Regions from separate parts of the Zea mays genome. Here all the other regions are linked to region 2. A link is a contact called in public Hi-C data. All regions are on one chromosome and are shown on one strand. The core of a region is the stretch at or near the end of the contact, and the rest is flanking DNA. Distances in the headings are between cores, read along the strand shown. Region 1 holds the start of LOC100282937 (TRAF type zinc finger domain containing 1). Region 2 holds the start of LOC100273069. Region 3 holds the start of LOC100283257.

The links. A called contact is a pair of places that touch in the nucleus more often than the background predicts.
Region 1: a Hi-C map of ear shows a contact between it and region 2, with 1.8 times the contacts expected there. The contact joins the promoter of LOC100282937 here to the promoter of LOC100273069 in region 2. A contact is called at or near these places in 3 of 25 Hi-C or Micro-C datasets (ear, endosperm and leaf).
Region 3: a Hi-C map of ear shows a contact between it and region 2, with 1.8 times the contacts expected there. The contact joins the promoter of LOC100283257 here to the promoter of LOC100273069 in region 2. A contact is called at or near these places in 3 of 25 Hi-C or Micro-C datasets (ear and leaf).

What each region holds. Positions count from the first base shown.
Region 1 is chr9:134,361,619-134,365,805 of Zm-B73-REFERENCE-NAM-5.0, reverse strand. It overlaps LOC100282937 (TRAF type zinc finger domain containing 1), which reads right to left and starts at 2,735. Exons shown (of 5, transcript NM_001397647.1): 1 at 2,426-2,735; 2 at 460-595. The coding sequence starts at 2,493.
Region 2 is chr9:134,130,469-134,134,243 of Zm-B73-REFERENCE-NAM-5.0, reverse strand. LOC100273069 reads right to left here and starts at 2,237. Exons shown (of 1, transcript NM_001147518.1): 1 at 1,148-2,237. The coding sequence starts at 2,201. The coding sequence ends at 1,425. LOC103639119 (protein HUA2-LIKE 2) reads right to left here. Exons shown (of 14, transcript XM_035962675.1): 13 at 3,295-3,340; 14 at 2,728-3,197. The coding sequence ends at 3,315.
Region 3 is chr9:133,994,695-133,998,511 of Zm-B73-REFERENCE-NAM-5.0, reverse strand. LOC100283257 reads left to right here and starts at 2,362. Exons shown (of 6, transcript NM_001156159.2): 1 at 2,362-2,579; 2 at 2,695-2,771; 3 at 2,869-2,930. The coding sequence starts at 2,526.

The DNA of each region.
Region 1 (4,187 bases), core at 1,486-3,985, 230 kb before region 2:
AAGAAGGAAAAAATATTTAATGCAGTAAAATATAATTACCTAAACCAGGAGTTCTAAACGACCTGGGCATAAAAACTACATTTACTCCTCTTGCTCCTATACATCGACATTATTTCACTAGCTCATAGTTTCAATTGCTCAATGTAACACAAAACAAAATGCATATGCAAATTGCAAGTATATGAAGCAGCTACCACATTATCAAGGTGATAAGAAAAGGACCGGTGTAATAAATATGTTAATTCTAACTGTGTAAATTCTGCAATAGTGCAATTAGCTTAAAAGGTAAGCATGGTGCAATCATACATATGATCCCATTTACTATGTCTATAAGAGCCAAATTTACAACATTATTAAAATGAAAATAAGTATTGTCAATCATGCAAAGAGAGAATGATTAAGTATGTCATGGATGTCATAAGAAATCACACTTCAAAGTTCAAACAATTGCAAACATACCGGGGCATGGTTTGCATCATAGTGTTCATCCATAAGTTTCCTAGGAATCATTTCTCCACAGTGCTGGCACTTTTGGAGGTTACGGGCACAATGTACAGAATGCAAGTCGATGTTCGAAGAAGGGATCTCTCGTTGACTGATAAACATAAAAGATAAAGAAAATTAAGCGATACCTAACACCTGACCTGGCAAATAAAGTATGGCTGCTTTAACTCATCAGACTACAGTTCACCAGCAAGTAACAAGCTGCATAAAGCTTGACTAACAACAGTAGTTGGGCACACTGTAGAATGGAGAAAGTGCTGATCCAGAAAAAATCCTATTCTAAAAAGAATGAGAATATAAAGAGATTTAATTGTGTTTAGATATTGATACCCTCTACCATGACTGATTCATTTTAGTTGCTAACAATTAACGCTACGAAGAACAAACCATGTTATTGTAGGCAACCAGGCGAAAGGGCCTCTAACATAATGGTTAAGACTTCTGAGTAGCACCTTCAGGTCCTAGGTTCGATCCCCTCAAGGGTGAATTTATGGCTTGGTTAAAAAAATCCCCTCGATGTGTCTGCCCGCTCTTGAGTTACGTCCTGCACGCCACCCTCCGGCTGGGCCGTTGCAGAGTGGACGGTGACAGCCTGCTAGTGATGGGGGCTAGGGTTCAGGGATTTTCTTGGCCAGGATCATGTTTCGGTCTCTTCTTAATATAATATCGGGAAGGCGGTTTTTCCTTCCCCAGCCGAGTTTTTTTTTCTGTAGGCAACCAAGTATAGGATCCATAATTGGATGGTCGTTAGCAAGATCGCTACTAGGTCCACCGGTGGTTAACTGTACAACAGAATACCAGGACTTGATTCTGCCTTCTATGTTGTATTTGTACTACAGTTGTGTTGAATACAAGTCAAGCATTCTGCAACCACCTACTCTTACCAGGGGCGAAGCCAGCATTTGAGATTGAGAGGGACAAATTAGATTGAGGGGGCTGTTAAGAGGTATTTTACATTATTTATATGGTGATTAGCTAAAAAAATTAGTAGCTTCTATGGAATTTGTAGAAGATTAGGGGGGACATTGCCCCCCTGTGCCCCTCCCTAGAATCGCCCCTGACTCTTACACAGATACAGTTTGTTCATCATTTGTATAAGTAATAAACAAATGAACCCAAAAAGAATAAACACGTAAACACACATTGTCTTTACATTGGATAAAAACAAATAACAATGCCTTGGTACCAATGATTAGGAAAGATTCTCCGGGGTTTTTTTTTCCTCCAACCAACAGTTGATTAGTCCATCTAAGGTTATTTCAGCAATATGTGCAGAAATACATATACCAACCATCGCACAAGTCATCATTCATTCTGATCTGTAATTGTTTCGCTAGCTTGAAATGAAAAATTATAGCAGATCTAGGCTTAGTCACTATTAGGGGGTGTTTGGTTTGAGGATCAACTCATCCTAGATGAGGCGGTGCATCATGAGTTCATTTCACGAATCCAATGAATCACCCCATTCTCATGCTTGTACTAACTAATTATTAGCTTGAGGGATGAGGGAGGAGGATTGGTGGAGAATCTAACAAACTCTTGAGTGAGAAAAATGATGAACCACTCCATATCTCAAACCGAGCACAACATAGGCTGTCTGGGTGAGTAGCTCTAGAGGTTCAAATATGGCCATAGATTAGAACGTCGCATATCTTTCTAACTCCAAATATGGTGCTACGACAACGCCAATAACGTCATCAACATACTGATCACGCGGTACGGCGGATCAGAACCCAACAAACAGCGTCTCTCGTCACCATAGAAATTCTCCTCCTCCTCGACCGCATCGGGGTTCTCCCCAGCTCAGATCCAAGCCTACGAGATCAAGCGCATCACCCGACACGGCGATGCACGTGCACCAAGGGACCGGGAAGCGTGAGGAACAGGGAGAAGGGAAAGAAATTCGGAGCCAGTAACGGACCAATGGGCGCAGGTGGACATGTCGGCCACAGCTGCGGCGGGATCGGAGTCGGCGGCTGCCGCTGCCATGGTGGTTCCTGATGGGCTCGCCTCGCCGTTTGGCCTGCAGCTCCCGATCAGATCGGCGAAGGGGCGCTCCCCTCTCCCGCAGTCGAGACGGCCGCCGCCGAGCAGAGACAGGCTGCGGGTGAGTCGGGGCGGAGACGCAGTCGGGGCACGGACATTAGGCGAGAAGGGGGTCGGTCAGGCGTGGCATGCTTCAGTTTTTCGCATTAACTGCTGTAGCTACTACTGGCATCGACTTTCACCTTCCCTTCTTCCGCGTGTCAAACAAGCATTTTTATAGTTTGGGACTTTATTTTCGCAAGAGAAAAAATAAAGTAATTTTTTAAATTTTTCTTTGAAAAATAAAAATTCCTTGAAAAAAATGAGATTATCAAACTAACCCTTTGGTATTTATAGGGTATTTAGTTTAAGGAATAAATTAGTTCATCATTTTCTAACTCCTCACTTTTGTTTGGTTTGCGAAATGAATGAGTTGATACATCACCACCTCATTCTTTATACTTAGTTAGTTGAGATCATCCAACTAAATTTGAGAAATAAACTCATGATGTACCATTACATATTGAATGGAGTGATTCTTCAAACCAAACACTCAATTAGACTATCTTCATTAGACTCCTTGCCTCACTCCCTACCTCACTCTCTATTTCAAACTCCACTCTACAAACAGTGTAATCTACAGTGCAAAACAGTACTTTGCACGCCCATTTACATGACATGTTGAAGATGGCCTTAGGGCATGTTTGAAAGCATCCAGTTTTAAAGAAACTGGTTTATGAAAACTGAGGTGTTCCAAACATACCAATATACATCTCAGTTTACATATTAAAAACCAAGAAACTAGCCTCTCCTAACTAAACCCAGTTTATGAAAACTAAGGTGATTCCAAACACTATAAACCCATTTTTTCGTAAGATATTTTCTAAAAAAATTAGAGATAAAAACCAAATTCTTAAAAACTAGGTTGCTTTCAAACAGGTCTTAATTTATCTGCTTTTGATGACTTTTTTATTGAATCTATAATAATTTTACTATTTGAGCAACACACAATAAAAATAGAGGTTGGTGAAAGAAAGTACCACGTAATTATATATATGGTCTTTCTTTACCCAAAGAGGGCGGTATTTGTTTAACTACTACATGTTTGGAAGCACCCTGATTAGATCTAACGTCTCTAGTTATCTGGTTATATATGTGCACATGATACATATATTAATCATCATCATCTATCTAGATATAAGGTTTCTAGTTGTATCTAGTTGTTTGGTATATTTTGCTAAAGACACCCTTCCACGTGGTGAGAGTGTAGTGGTGGAAGATGTTATTTATAAATTACAATGATCAAGCAGAGATATTAGATCTAAGATAAATAATGATGATTTAATATATGCACCATGTACAATAATCTTTCATGCACTGGATATATATCATCTTCATACATATATCACCCCTACAGCTCTGCATATGTTATGTCTAAATCCTCTAGCTCTCTCAGAGCAACTCCAACAAAGATCCAAACTGAGTCGTATCTTAAAATACAGGGGACCAGAAAATAGTCTCCAACATTGCAGTAAATTCATATAAGACTTCACTCTTACGTTGTTTGGCGCTTGATTTTTCTGTGCTAGCCCGTTTGGTTATTGATAAATAGATGTTTAAGGCCTGATTGTTGGCAGATAATATGTTAGGGTCCTAAA
Region 2 (3,775 bases), core at 988-3,487:
TTCGTTGTCACGCCACGAGGGGAGACTAGTGGGAAAAGTATCACTTGGAAAGAAGTCGATATAGACTAATGATAAATTTTATTTGATAAAACATATTACACGGTATGCAATAGTCTTCTTTAGTGGCTCCAAATATCAAGCAACATAATAAATTATTATATTTTGAGAACCCCAGGAAGTATGAGCCCTAGATTATATGCCAACACATTGATACTTTTGCATGTTGATTGCAACAACACCTGAAAGGTGATGGGGTATTGATAAATGTGACAATGAGCTCTAAATTTTACACTATAAGATTTAAAGATCGAATCGGATTAGGATCAGACTCTATTTCTATTCATTTTTGAACTAAAATTTATTTAGGGCCCTACCATTTTGTGAAGAAGCATTTGGATCGCGATCCATTACCACCCCTAGGTATTGATAATCAACTAGCATGGTTGGCTTGGGGTCTATCTTTCTTGATCTTGACATTCGAAGGATACGAGATAAATGGATAAATATTTTACACAAGAGCACAAGACAACAACACTAACCAAAATAGTGTCATTCATATAAATGCCACAAACAATGATGGAAACGAGTACTCATACTATAGTTATAAAGAGGAGATATAGAAACTAGAGTATGGATCTTATTTAAAGATCCCTCTATTTTGTTGTCAATGGATGAAGCCAAATACAAGAGACGTAATAGTTAAACCAGGTATGGAATGCCCACCACTGACCTCAATTTGATTGGATATAGAGATGAACCATTCGTCCTGCTAAGGATGTACCTTGTCGGGCTAAGGTACAGTTATGCTTGTGCAGTGGAAGTACGAGCAAGGGAAGGATGTACCAATGGGTGGTGGGGAGGGAAGGGGAGGGAGAGTGATGGGATTCAACTATTCAAGGTGAGGCCCCGCCATGTTGGCTTAGGTTGGGTAGGCAGGGTGGGATGTGAGAGACAACAGATGTGAGAATAGGGTCTTATACTTAGAATTTTACCTCTATACTGTGCTAAGTTGTATTCTTATTGGGTCTTCATATTGTGCGTATTAATAAGATTATATTCATGATAATATTGATAATCTTTACTATAAACTTGATCAGGTTTAAAATAAGGGTGTATTAACATTTACCAAAAATAAGAGTAAATAGGTACCAAGGACAAGGAGACATGTAGAAAAAAAATTGTGAGGGCTACATTATACTTCAAAACTACTGGGCGTGGACAACCAGCACTGCAACACATATGTGAATAACACACCCCGTGTCTACCTAATAATTATATATATTACCTACGTGAACAAAACGACCAGATATGCTTGTACGTAATCGTGAAGAAAGCAGGCGCGCGGCAGTTAATTAAACTCCAGCCATGAACGGCAGCTGCATGGACGTCTAGACGGTGGTGGCAGGGCGGCGACATGGGGCTAGCTAGACGCCGCCGCAGCGGTAGGTGATCTTGCACGTCCTGCCGACCCTGACCACGTAAGTGTGCTGCGGCTTGACGAGGAAGGGGGGCAGCCGCAGCAGCGCCTCGCAGACGCAGTCCTTCTGCACCTCCTTGAGCCATCGGCAGCAGTCACGGTACGCGCGGAGCTCTTCATCGTGGTGGTCATGGTCGTCGTCGTCGTCATTATCATCGTCGTTATTGTCGTCGTCGTCGTCGTCGTGGTCATCGTCGTGGTCCGGGTCGTCAGTGTCATGGTGGTCGTTGTCGTCGTCGTCATGGTCATCGTTGTTGTCGTCATGATCGTCGTCGTGATCAGGATCGTCGGCGTTGTGGTTGTCGCCGTCGTCCCGCAGACGCCCATGGCGGCCACGCCCACGGCCTCGACCGCGCCCGCCGCGGGTGCGGTTGCTTTGGTGCTGGTGGTGACCAACGGTGCGGTTCCCAGAGACGACCCCGTGGCTGCCGTTATTCCTCGCCATCAGTGCCGAGAAGCTCATGGCCGCCGCGTGGTGGCTGCGACGGTCGCGGTCATGATGCTCGTCGTCGCCGTCGTCGTCATCGTCATCATCCTCGTCGTCGTGGTGGTGCTCGTCGGGTGGACTCGGCGGCAGGATGGAGCAGGCCTGGCTGGCGATGGCGAACTGGCTAATGCAGAACGCCTTGGCGCCCTTTGGCGTCTGCGCGACGACGGCGAGGAGGGACGGGAGGAGGAGCAGGACGGCGGCGACCACCGCGACGTGAGGCGCCGGGGCCGCCATCGTCTCGTGGCCTAGCTGCTAGCGTGCTCCGCCGTTGTGAAGCCTCCCTAGATCGCTGGCGGCGTGCGACTTGTTTATATAAAGACGTGGATTGTTTATTTTCAAGTAGTTGGGTCAGCCGCTGCACGGTCTGGATTAGGTGCTTCCTCCGTAACCAGACGAGTAGGAGTGAGCGGAGCATCGGTGAATTAGGTGCTTCATACCAGCGGCATGCATGGCCACCCTGTTTACGTACTGGTTGCTGCTGGTGAGAGGTCAGTGGCTCTTTGGTCGTGCATGCAACTCACTTGTTTTTTTTTCTTAGTGCTGTTCGACCAACACAAGTCATAAACTAAATGGAACTATACTTGTGATTGCAGATACATTATCAGATAAGATTTGTATTTTTTTATTCTAGAGAAACAGAAATGATCAACCACAAGTCATCATTAGAAGATGTTTAGTTTCTAGAGACTAATTTCTAGGTTAACTAAAATTTCCATATTAAATAAAATAAAATTGAGCGAACCTAGAAACCAAACACCCCTTAGTTCGACCATGCTCTTATATATAAGCAGGTGCAACGGGCAAAATGATTTATATTTCTCTTTTTTAGGCATATATGTACGCTGTGCTCAAACAGTTTCGGCAAGACATCAGAGCAGCTGGCTGTCGTCTGATGAGGCCAGGAGGAATTCAGCAATGGAATCGAGGACTGTTGCACTAACAAACAGTACAATGTAAGACTACGATCGGTTGATAGAAGACACCCTACACCCCTACAACTCAGCTCTGCGTGTGGTCGCGCAGTCTAAACCCCTACTAGGGTACAAACAGCAGTTCAGGCAGCCCGACCGCCGTAGAATCCATGAGATACATCTGTACAAGGAGGCAGGTACCAGCTCCCACTTTCCTGGAGTGCTCCACCTCCGTGGGTGCCTTCAACCTGAAGCAGAGACACCAGACAGACTCTCCCACAGGTTAAGCCCCCACAGACCAAGGAAAGCATCAGAGCACCTGAAACAAACGGGGTGGTCAGATGAAACAGAAAAAGACAACACCTTTGTAATAAACCTCAACAAAAAAAACACTGCCAATGTAACAAACGGCCTACCGCTTCGATACCGAAAAAGGTTATCTAGGTCTCCATCCACCATGACCTGCAGTGTGAAAGGTAGATTTGAGTATCCACAATTTTTACTCGCCAAGCAAGAGAGTCTGAGAAACTTCCTTTCATAAAATACCCAGTGGCCGTTATATTAACATCTAACGCCAAGCAAATGGAATAAATACATCTTTGTAATTAACAAGTAGTAACAGGGATTACAGTGAATGGACTGCTGACAAAAGGCTACTTTTCCAAAGTAAACATAAAATGGAGAACAGGATTCCAATCCTAGTCAACAAAACTACGGCACTCTTTTTCCACGTCGTTCCCGCCTGACTATAAGCTGAAGCTCATGAATTAAGCCTCAGAATCCTCTAGATTTGTAACAAAACTATACTTCATCCCAAAACATAAGGATTTTTTTTATTTGTAATCAATCAAACTATCTTAAGTTCGACCGAGCTTATAGAGAAGAGTATTAACATCT
Region 3 (3,817 bases), core at 1,113-3,612, 140 kb after region 2:
CATCAACGATGGACACCACCACAATGACCATTCTAATAAATTAGACATTTCCATATTAAATTCCAAATTTAAATCATGAACATCAGTAAAGAAAGTAGCATGCAATTCTCTAACAGATTGTTAAGCGATACACCTAACACATCCATAACAACAGATTAACTGAAGTATGATATTACAACATTCTATTTGAACATACTGAATGAATGCGCTAAAGTGGCAAGAACAATGTCAGCGGCAGTCATCGGGCGAACATATGAAGACGCTTCCTAAAAACCTTATTCACCCTCTCCTAGTAGTGGATTCGAGGGCGATGGGTTATGGAGACTTGCTCTCCCAATTGCTGATGCACGCTGGTGCTCGAGATGAAGACCATAACAACGCAACAACAACTAGAGACAAAACCTAACTCATGTATAGCATATCTTTCGCGATGGTTGTTAGGCACAATTCATAAGCGTCAAGGATGACGTCAGCAACAGTCATCGAGAAGGACGCGAGCAGTCTCGCACCTTCTCCAAGTGCAGGATCTAAAGGGGCGATTGGTTCTCGAGACTTGTTCTTTCGATTGCAGATGCATGTCGGCGCTTGGGGTGAAAAAGACCATGACGACGACGCAAGAACAAGCAAAGGCAAAACCTAACTCGTGTATAGCATATTTTTGGCGACGATTGTTCATAATAATTTGTAGAGTCACCTCCACGTCTTTCGATCTGATAAGGACCCATGTCAGATTTGATCGTGATTCGATAAAAACTGATCGTGATCTGATAAGGATTCATGTCACGATCTAACCGTGATCCGATAAAGACTATAACTTAACAACAAAGTATCGACAAATAAAAATAAAAATAGCAAAAAGGTAGTCATGTCCACGCAAGGCGAGGGACCGAATTTCGGTGGACCATTCACGTTGCGCACTCGTGCCAGGCCAGGCATGGCGAGCGAGAGCATGCAGGTGTAGTACTCCGTCCTCTCTCCCCTCATTCATGATTTGGTGAGAGAGAAACACCACCACATATAAACTAGTCTAACTCTACTTAAACTATCAATATGGGACCATTTCCTTATCATATATAGGTCTTTGAGATTTTATAGGATTTAATTAATTTTTTCTATAGGGCTACGCCCACAAAATCCAAAGGACCAACATCGCCATCTCCCTAGGATAGGAGATCATTCCTTTTAATCCCTCGGATTAGGCTTTAGGACTCATATCGTCATCGAGGTAGTCTCGGATTAGTAAACTACGGACTTAGGATGATCAAGAGGTCTAAGTTTTATATCAGTCTCCAATATATCATTATAAACCTATTCTACCTTGAATTTACATAAGATTTCGTTATAGACTTTAGAGGGTGTTTGGCATAACGCATAACTTCAGAGCAACTCCAATAGTTCTTAAAAAAGAGTTTGTTAAAATCATGTTTAGCAAGTTGCTAAATAGCTATTGGAAGTAAAAAATAACTTAGTCTCCAATAGTTGCTCATATTTAGGAAGTATTTTGAATCTAGCTTTGGCAGCCCTGCCTCCCATGATATCTGGCTGACAATAAGGTTGAGAGCAGAGGATGTCGAGGACGGAAGAGAAAAGGCCGGTCGACATTAACTATGGAGGAGTGATGGTCCGGTGGCGCAACCTATGAGGAAGTTGGGTTCGACGGTAAAGGAGAAACGTGTGTCACACGTGTTTGACCTAGCTACCTCACTATGCTAGAAAGTGGGAAAAAAAGTGTGCTATACCTGGCTATCTCAGTGTGTGGAAAAGGGAAAAATAATCACGCTAATGTGAATAAATTGACGCCAACTGTATTAAGGGAGTTCCTATCGAGTTGCTAAATTTGGAGAGTAAATAGAGTTTAATAGCAACTAAGTAAATTTAGCAAGTCTATTTAGAGAACCATTGGAGAAGCATTTTTCTGTTTACTTTTTATATTTAAGATTTAGAGAGTTCTTTAGGGAACTAGTGGTGTTGCTCTCAGAGCAAGATTTTATAAAGAACTAGTTAGAGTCAGCCAAACTCTCTTAAACTCCCTAAAATTTGAGAGCTAAGGTACAAATCTTTTTTTATTGCTCTGAAACAACTAAAAGTCAACTCATGAAGTTTGAAAAATATTTATCCATCACTATTACCGGTTATAAAGACAATCTAGAGTTGCTCCACCTATAACTTTATAACAAATCTGGTATGCCAAACACCCTCTAATAAATTCATTACTCCTCCACGGCAACTTCAATCTCCCGCTGCAATATCCACCGCAACAGAGAAGAGGAGTCGACACGGTTTGTGGTTTTGTGCCGTCACATTAATGCTATTCGTGGGCCCAGATGCAGACCTGACAGCCTGTGCCACTGCTCAACCGCTCGGCGTTCTATGAATAAACGACCACGCGCTTCTCTCCGCTCTTCCCTCCCCATTATTACTGGAACAAAAAGAAAAAAAACACGAGAAAAATCAAATCAGGAGACGGGGATTCCAGAGAGCCCCGTTCGGGTAGGGAAGGGAAGGAGAGGCGAAGCGGAGGCGAGATGGGGGCGGCCGAATCCGTGCCGGAGACCTCCATACACGAATTCACCGTCAAGGTGCGGCGATCCCCATCCCGAGATCACGCTCCTGCGTGGTCCTGTTTGTATTTTTAGTTTCTTTTTCTGATTTTTTTTCGCAAAAAGATAATTTTGGGGTTTATTCGTGGAGCAGGATTGCAACGGCAAGGAAGTGAGCCTGGAAACCTACAAGGGGAAGGTCCTCCTTGTTGTTAACGTCGCCTCCAAATGGTACGCTATCTTTCCCTGACAGTTGGAAGAATTTGTTCTTGGTATTCTCGTGGTTCGGGAGATGCTGAGACAGTTTTGATGTTCTCGATGCCGTCAGTGGGTTCACGGAGACCAATTACACGCAGCTGACGGAGCTTTATCAGAAGTACAGGGACAAAGGTCTGTTCTTTGCCTGATGTGGTTCTTGATCTGTTGTTGCGCCTGAAATGTGAATCTCTCTGGAAGTTGGTGCGTAGAAGTGGGTAATTGGAGTAGTGCACGTTGATGCTTGTTGGAACAGTGGTTCTTGTCTTCTGTTTGAAGTGGAATGGCAAAAAATCACGAAAAATATTCTCCTGAAAAAAGTGTGCGAGTAGTCTTGCCCAAGGGAGATTTTACATTGCTTGCCACACAGCATTCATACCAAAAGCTTTGTTTACCTGTAGCTCATTTCTTCAACTATTTTCAGACATGCATGTGTTTTATGCAGCTTAGATTAGATAGGCAGCTGGTGAAGTGCGCATACAATTTCATTGCATTCGCTTATCAAATCTGAATGATCTCCCGTTTTCTGGAGTGCTTGGATAGTAGTTCTAACTTGCAGATACCTTTTGAGGATCAGCGAAGGGTTCTGAAAGGAGCCTGTGAGAACCCTGTTTCCCAAAGAAGATGGTTTGTTTCCTTGAGGATTGTTTTCCCAAATTTCTTCGACAACTAAAATTAGCTTCCACCTAACATTTTCTGGCTCTCAGCCAACATTGCACTGTTTGGTGAAATTAAATAAAAATTGTATGACTGTTTGGCGAAATTAAATCAAAACTGTATGGAGTTTAAATGACGCTAGAATGATAATGTTTTTCTTGCTACTAAGGCCGTCTGCAGTAGTCTATCCATAGTTTACCCAAAAACATTGTTTTGCACTGTAGACTGTATTGTTCGCAGAGTGGAGTTTAAATATAGGTATGGGGATGTGTAAGCTACTTGAGATAGTCTAAGGCATCAAGTACTGTACCCACTTACACTTGCAGCAAATTTGCTCTGTTGTGAATTCAGTATATGGCTATCAA